3 separate regions of the Mus musculus genome follow, and all the other regions are linked to region 3. A link is a contact called in public promoter capture Hi-C data. All regions are on one chromosome and are shown on one strand. The core of a region is the stretch at or near the end of the contact, and the rest is flanking DNA. Distances in the headings are between cores, read along the strand shown.

Evidence for each region. Promoter capture Hi-C pulls out the DNA fragments that hold promoters and counts their contacts.
Region 1: a promoter capture Hi-C map of liver shows a contact between it and region 3, with 11 times the contacts expected there. The contact joins the promoter of She here to the promoter of Rhbg in region 3. A contact is called at or near these places in 2 of 39 promoter capture datasets (liver and pre-B cells).
Region 2: a promoter capture Hi-C map of liver shows a contact between it and region 3, with 6 times the contacts expected there. The contact joins the promoter of Efna3 here to the promoter of Rhbg in region 3. A contact is called at or near these places in 1 of 39 promoter capture datasets (liver) and 1 of 9 other capture datasets (liver).

The regions. Positions count from the first base shown.
Region 1 is chr3:89,830,103-89,832,802 of GRCm38.p6, reverse strand. She (src homology 2 domain-containing transforming protein E) reads right to left here and starts at 1,433. Exons shown (of 6, transcript NM_172530.3): 1 at 700-1,433. The coding sequence starts at 1,299.
Region 2 is chr3:89,321,641-89,324,340 of GRCm38.p6, reverse strand. Efna3 (ephrin A3) reads left to right here and starts at 1,402. Exons shown (of 5, transcript NM_010108.2): 1 at 1,402-1,635. The coding sequence starts at 1,508.
Region 3 is chr3:88,253,367-88,256,066 of GRCm38.p6, reverse strand. It overlaps Rhbg (Rhesus blood group-associated B glycoprotein), which reads left to right and starts at 1,383. Exons shown (of 10, transcript NM_021375.3): 1 at 1,383-1,598. The coding sequence starts at 1,421.

The sequences.
Region 1 (2,700 bases), core at 184-2,683, 1.6 Mb before region 3:
AAAAGGATGGAGAGAATAGGTTCACCTTTCCCACACTGGACAGGACCCAGAAGCCCTCTGGTGACGAATGTGCAGGAAACACCTTCTTCTCTCCTGATCTGTAATTTCCTTAAAGACATTTCCTTGCTATGGACTGTGCCCCCCCCCCCACCACATCCCTTAGTGTCCATGGCGAGTACTTATATGGCTACAGTACAATAAACAGAATGAATGTACAGTACAGCCACAGAATGAATGGAAGCCTTTGCCGCTTGCACAGCAGCTGAAACTGAGTGGCTGGAAGATGGGCAACCTGCGCTTCACAGTTCACGGGCTACCGATGTTTTGCATACTCAGGCGGCGTAAGCCTTACAGAAGTCTAGCTTGATAGACCCCTCGATGTCAAACATGAAAACAAGAACCACAGTACACCACACCCATTGGAAGGCCAGTTCCTTTCCCTTCCCTTCGACTGCTCTTTGAAACAACTAACAAAAACCAACCACAACAAACCTTGCTGTCAAGGTCTCCAGTGAGTTTTGAAGAGTCACTTGGGAGTCAGAATGAATACAGAGGAAGGCCTTAGAAAACATCTTCAACTTCACTTATGCCTAATGAATATTGGGGTTCATCAGGTTCCCATGCGTCCTTCCCCGCCCCCCCCCCCCAAGCCCTTCCAATTCCACAACTGAGAGGAGGATAGAGATGCTGTGTTCTTACCGTGTCTTGCTGTCTCATTATCTTGGCCTTGTCCAGCTCAGGGCCCAGGGAGGACGGGGAAGAGGACGCAGAGGAAGAGGAGCTGCTGGAGCTGCTGGTGCTGCCACCGCCCGGGTAGGCGCTCTTCCCATTCTTCTCCTGCGTGTCCACCTTGATGAGCCTACTGATGTAGGTGCTGCAGCCCGCGCTCTTGGTCACCGCGCCACGGTGGGGCTCCTCCTCGGTGGCGGTGGCGGTGACCCGGGAGTTCTTACGGCCTTTGCCAGCAGCGGCCTGGATCAGACCCTGCAGGCTGTCCCGGGACAGCCGACTGTCCTTTGGGGGTCCGCTGCTCGCCTTGCTGGCCCCCAGCTCGGCCGCTGAGTTCTTCCGGCCCTTGCCCGGGGTGGGCGCCGCGCCGCCAGTCTCCGAGTTCTTGCGCGGCTTGCCGCCGGCGCCCCCGGGCCGGGCGCGCTCCGACGCGGTCTTCAGAGTAAGCGGGAACTCCTTGAACCATTTCGCCGCCATCAGGGGGCCCGGGAGCGTCGAGGCCGCGGAGCAGAAGAGTGAGGAGGCCCAGCTGAGACACCGTGGGGCGCCAGGGGCCGGGGGCCGCCGCATTCCCCGGGGCTGGACGCTGGAGGCCGCCGCGAGGCTCCGGGCCGCTAGACGCGCGCGCCTGGCAGGGTGGCACCCGCTCGGCCCGAAGCTAGACGGGCGCAGTGATCGGACCGCCGTGTTCTCTGCGCTCCACCGCTTGGGGCTGCCGGGCGCCGGGGCTTCCCCTGCCTTTCCTCCCGAGGTGGGCGAGGCCGAGCCCACGGAAGCCCCCGGCAGCCCTGCCCACCCTAACTGGGACGATGGCGGCCGCAGTGCCCCGGCGCCCGCCCCGCGGTGGACGCACAGGACGGAGGACGGACGCGCCCCTCCCTCGCCGGCGCCGGGGCCCCCGCGTGCGCACCGAGTCCAACACTGCCCCCATCTCTGCAGACGGGACGTGTGCGGGGATCGTGGCCAGGAGTCGCGCTCGAGAACAAGGATCGGGAGCGCCCGCGCGGCTTCCCTCGCTCTCCGGTTCCGCACGTTCGTCGGGGGCGCGTGGAACCCCAAGCTGGACGCGGCGGGCGAAGGCTCGAAGTTCGACCGGGCGGCTCTGAGGGCCGCGCAGGTATCGCTCTGGCTGCAGGACCAGAGAGGGGTCCCACCAACCCCAGGCACTGTTGGGAGAAGAGCTTGGAGGTCCCCGACCCGCGCCCTCCTGCGAAGACGCCTCAGCTACTTGATTCTCACACTACTTGATTCTCTCCTTGTCGCTCTTTCTTCAAAGCAATTTCAAAGGTTTTTGTTATTGTTGTTAAAAAGATTAAATATGAAAAACGATTACATATGAACATGAAATGAAATCTTCTCCTTTCAGACACAAAACCCGGCAGTTGTTTACAGGTCTTCACTGGTAGACCTGCGGACTTTTGAGACAGAAAATGTATCTTTTCTCTCTCTGGATAAAGGCCAAAAGCCCTAAGCCGGCTTGACCTGGTTCTCTTATGGTGCTGCTGTCCACCCCCACCTTCTCCTTCCCCTCTCTGTCTCCTCTCCTACCCACTTCTCTCCTCCCTTCTACTCCTCCAATAGCAGCCTATGGAATCCTAACTTGCCTCGGTGTATTAGAAGACGACCTCAGACTATTGCGTGATGGCAAAGGGTGTCACCACTGTGAATTTCATGTGGTGCTGTGGATGACAGCCCGGGCTTGGAGCATGTTAGACAAGCACTCTACCAACCGAATTACATCTTCAGCCCCATGCAGCTTTTGGTAGACTTCAATTACTGATCTCCATTCCTCCTATCCATCCTTCTTTTAGCTACCAAGAGTTTACAGTTTTCCTGCTCTGCCATTTTTCTCTCAAACTCTAATAAAATTGTCTTCTAACCTCAAAGTAAAAGATAAAACAATACCATTATACAACAACAGCCCTAAATGTGGTCCAGAGTCTCATGCAGCAGGTTTGAAAACCCAAGCTA
Region 2 (2,700 bases), core at 153-2,652, 1.1 Mb before region 3:
TACCTACTGTGCATGCGGTGCCCTTCCCCCAAGGCAGGCGTGTGGTCAGGGCCTTGTACTGCCAAAGGTAACTGACTGAGGTGCTGCTATCTTTCCTACCTCTTGAAACACAACAAAACAGCAATGTGCCTGCCTCCCTGGGCACAGGTGCTGTGGGTTCTAAGAACCCAGTAAGGCCCGGTTCTGCTTTGTCTTTCAGTCTGGGCTTCTGGGAAAGAGACAAGATAAGGGGTGAATGCCTAGTAGATCTGTATTCTGGATCCCTCACAAAGAGGGTCAATCACATGGGAGAAGAGTGTGTCTGTATACGTCAGTGTCTCTGTCTAGGGGCCTATGTTTACACCAATTTCTACTCTATAGGCACCTTGTGTGCCTAGATTGGACTGTATGTCAAGTGTCCATTGCTCCTGTTTCTGGATATGGACACCTTTATTTTTTTTCTCTCCCATCGCTGTGTGCATGTCATCTTTGTGCCTGTATGTCCCTAAGAAGACAACTGCTGTGGCAAGTGCTGGAATATAAGGTGCCCTCTGTCCTTAGAGAAAGCATCTATGGAAGCAGGAATGAGCGTGCCTAAGGACATCACTGAGGGAATCGGAGGCAGTGAGGGGACCTCTGTGGGCTTTCCAAGAAGACTGCTCCATTCCTGCCTGGCTCCAACTCGCCTTGGCAACTCACCACCACCAAATACCTTTGCCCTGGATTACCATAGAAGGCTTAGGCTTTTTTTTTTTTTTTTGAGACGGGGCGGGGGGTGGGGGTGGGGGGACACGGTCTCGCTGCGTAGCCCTGCCTGGCCTGGTACTTGTTACACAGACCAATGTAGGTGCCCTCGAACTCACAGAGATCTGCCAGGCTCTGCTTCTAGAGTGTCAGGATTAAGGAAGTATAGCTACTGTGCCCAGCCCCCAGAAGGTGACACTCTGGGCTGAGGTGTTCTGGTTTGGCTTCAGGTGAGGGCCTTCAGGCAGCCAGCTGTTAGCTCTTGGTACCACCTGAAGGCTTCCCCATCTTGTGTCCATTTAACTCCTTGCACACATGGAAAGGGGTGGAGGAAGTAGAGGTCCGATATGGGTCTACTCTTGCTTATTCCAGACGTAGATCTTCGCTCAACGCCCCCACACTCTATGGAGAAAGGTGTGGACCTACACCAGATGTATGTCCAGGTCTTGGCTTCCAAATCCTTCTGTGAACTCCAAGCTTGGGGGACCTAAAGACGCAAACCTCTGCAGCAAATCACCTAGGAGAGAGGAGAGGCGCGTTGTTCCTAAAGGGGCTACACAGTATGGGTCGCCCACGCGCGGCGCGCTCTGGGCTCAAGTGGGGCGGAGCCCCGCGTGAGCGCGCCAGGGGCGGGGCTTCGGGGGCGCGCCCAGAAGGGCGGAGGGAAGGATTGTGGGCGTGACTAAGATTGGGGGCTGGCAGCGGCGGCAGCAGGGAGCTGGGAAGCTGAGAAGCCGGGAGTGCGGGGCTCAGTCGGGGGGCGGCGGCGGCGGCGGCTCCGGGGATGGCGGCGGCTCCGCTGCTGCTGCTGCTGCTGCTCGTGCCCGTGCCGCTGCTGCCGCTGCTGGCCCAGGGGCCTGGGGGCGCACTGGGAAACCGGCATGCGGTATACTGGAACAGCTCCAATCAGCAGTGAGTCGGGGACCCGGAGAACCCGTGCGTCCCGCGTCAGTGATGGGGGAGCTGGTGGGCCCGAGAAGTCCTAGGGGAACCTGGCAGCAGTCCTGGGAGACAGGCTTGGTACCGAGAGGCGAGGGAGAGGGGACGCACTATGTGGGCGTCTGTGAAACTCGGGGGTGTCTGAGAGAAGCTGTTGGGGCATAGTAAAGAGCGCTCTGGCCGTGCGGAGGAGGCTGTTGGGGGTCCCTAACCCCATCTTGGTTTCTCTCCACACTCGCCAATGGAATAGTGTTCTCTGTCCCGTAGTCTCCCCCACCATCCACGCTCCTTTTGGCTAGGTTGAAGTCTGTGAGTACCGGTGTGCTAGGGATAGGCCGCTGCGTTTGGGAGCTGAAGGATGACCTGTTTTCAGCCTGTAATGTTGATGGGGTTCTGCTTAAGACTCTTGGTTTTAAAAGTGGGGTTCGGCATTAAGGCAGGAACTCCGATTCTCCACCTCCTCAGGACGAAGGGTAAGGGGTTGCTCTGGTTGTGTGAATAAGCCCTGCTGGGGTGAGCCGGGCCAGGGTCGCGAAGTTGGGGGGCCCTAGGAACGCAGGGTACTGGTGAGAAGGAAGAAGGCAGAGATGTCGGCATGTCACACACACACACACACACACACACGCACACACACACACACACACACGCACTGAAGCTAGGGACGGCGTATGGCACTGAGTGTGAACGGGCGTGCGCGGCTGTCAGTGTGCGTGTGTCTGTGTGTGATTTGTGTGTCTGCGTCGGCGACCGTCTAGGGGTGGGAGCGGGCGGCGGATCGGGGAGGGGGCTGCGGTCGGTGTCCGCGTGGCCAGTCTTGTCTGGGCTGGGGTGGCTCTTGGCGCCGCCGCGGTCTGGGCGGGTGTCAGGGCGGCCGTGTGGTTTCCTCCGGTGTGTGGCGCGGCGGCTCGGTGCCGGCTGCCGGACCGGGCCATCATTCTGCACAGTCCTTGCTGCCCTTGTCTTCTCCCTGCCGAGCTGTCGTGTGTATCACTCTGGCCACCTCAGTGTATTGGTAGGGGGATCCCTGGGGACACGGGG
Region 3 (2,700 bases), core at 134-2,633:
CCCCTGACTCAGCGATTGAAGAGCTAACATCTGCTAGGCTGGGACCTTCAGGGCCTAAGCCCGTTATATCCTTGTACTAGACTATCTGGTTCCAACCCTAGGACCTAGCCCAGGGTAGACACTACATGAGTATTTATTGAGTGAATGAATGAAGAAGAGAAAAGGGGGAAGTCAGGCCCTGGAGGAGTTGTAGATGAAGGGAGGTATGGAGTTAAGAGGAGGTTAAAATCAGACCACAGCTCTCTCTTCCCCTTTCTCTAGTTCTGGGGGTATAGAAGGCTCTTCCTCCCAGACCTGCTGGAACCACCCAAGCAACTACTGACACCAAGCAGGGCTCAGGAGTCACACCTGGGACAGGAGATGGCCCCCGCAGGGGGTGACCCATAGATGCTGAGTCTTTATGCTTAACCTTCCTGCTGACTGAAGAGTGATGGAGAGTCTCTGGACAGGGCCCACATGGACCAGCTGGGAGCTGTGTCACCAGAGGCTGATCTCTGGTCTTTCATGTGCCTGGCTGGACCCTTGGCACAGGAAACCAGACAGCTAGAATCCAGGTGTCCTCCCAAGTCCACAAAAAAGGCAGGGGCAGAGGCTCAGGTCCCTGCTGAGACAGTGGAAGAACTGGACAATGAGCAGAGGGTTAGCAAGCTATCCTACTGTCCCTGCACCTGTGGACTGCAGGTTTCAGAACCAAGAGTACCAGTGTCCCTACCGGCTAGAGTCCTTCAGGGACCATGGCTGTTGGAGCTGTAATCTCAGCTCAACTTAAGGTGGTAGAGGCTGGGGCCCGAGAGATGGCTCAGCAGTTAAGAGCACCCACTGCTCTTCCAGAGGTCCTGAGTTCAATTCCCAGCAACCACTTGATGGCTCACAACCATCTGTAATGGGATCTGATGATCTCTTCTGGTGTGTCTAAAAAGAATGGCAGTGTACTCATAAAATAACTAAATACATCTTTAACAACAACAACAACAACAACAAAGGTGGTAGAGTGGTAGAGGCAACTGCTTCTGAGAGGGGCCATCTGGTTTATCTCTACAGCCAGGCAACGGAAGATCTCAGCATTAATCCGATTCCTTCCTATTAACCGAGGGAAACCAGGTAGGACCTTTAAAGGATACTAGCTTCTTGGATGCCAATCTCTCACACCAGGTTTAAAGGGGCGAGTACCTTTCCCCCTCTCTCCACCCTCTGGCAGCTGGGGCACAGTTGGGGAAGCTCACACATCACCGGTGCCTCAGCGGGGCCATGGGAAACAGGACCTGACCTGCGGGGCTAATCCCTGCCAACCTCGAGCTGAGGGGTGGGGCTCCCCAAGGAGCAGCACGGCCTCCGGGGGGCGGGGCCTCACCTTTGCGGTGGCAGGAGTCAGCTTGGCCGGCACTGCCCTGCCGGAGACCGGGAGAACACAGCCGCGTTCATGGCCCGCGTTCCCCGCCACCGGCGCCTGGTCCTGCCGCTGCTGTGCCTGCTCTTCCAAGGCGCCACTGCCCTCCTCTTTGCTATCTTTGTCCGGTACAACCACGAAACCGACGCTGCCCTGTGGCACTGGGGCAACCACAGTAACGTGGACAACGAGTTTTACTTTCGCTACCCAAGTGAGTGCGGGCGAGGGCGTGGGAAGCAAAGCCTCTAAGTCCCGGGTGTGTAGGGAAGGGCGTTGATGGGTACTCCTGCCACCAAGATGACTGCCGGGGCTTTAAAATAGTCCCCTTTCTCTAGTGTCCCTCTTGTTCCAGGCACTGCTGGGGATGGCACATGCTCTATCTCAGGCTGAGGAGAGGTAAGGCTCAGTCAGAGTCAGGGTCAGACAGTAAGGGGAGCTGGGGCTTCAATCCAGTTGTAAGTGGCCCCAGTGTTAGCTACTGTCTCACCTTCCGTTGGGGCTAATTTGACTTTGTCTAGGAGTCCAGCTTGACCACAGGAAAGAGAATCTTGGTGGGACTGCCAGGTAGGGTGCCAGAGGAGACGAGGGAGAACTAGGTGTGAAATTCCCACATGTTCAGGCGTCGAAGATTGGTTTCAGCACAAACACTCCAGGTTTGAGAGTGAGAGGACCCTGGACCCATTTGCCAGTTTCAAGGCCAGTGTGAGGCGGGCTAGGGCTGTGCTCGGTGCTGCACTATTATCTCATCTCACAGTTTAAGGTGGCTGCGGGGTGCCCATTATCACCCACCAAGGATCGCACAGCTAGAATAGCGCTTACACATCATAAACTTGACCACTGACCATTTGCCTCCTGACAAGGTTCTGGACAGGGAGTTAACCCCCTCATGGAGACAGAGCATTTCCTTCGAGGTTGTAACTGAGGCACTGGACATCTGGGACCAAGCACACTGCCCCTCCCTCTAATGCCCAAGTCAACCTTCTCTAGTTCCAGTTCCTCATCCAAGTGCCAGGAAGAAGCTGGGGGTGATGGTTTGTGCCTGTAATCTCAGTGCTCCAGTAGTGGAGGAGGGATGATCTGGAGTTCAAAACCAGCCTCAGCCACACTGTGAATCTGAGACCAGATTGAGCTAACAAAACTCTGTCTCAAACGAACAAACAAACAAACAAACAAACACCAAAAAGGAGTGAGGGAAAATGTCTGTTTGAAGGGCATGCAAAAAGCAACAAGGCTATTAAACCCACTTTCTGCCGCTGAGCTGTTGACAGGCTGTCCCCACCTCACCCTGCCCTTTCCCAGCAATGGGGACATAA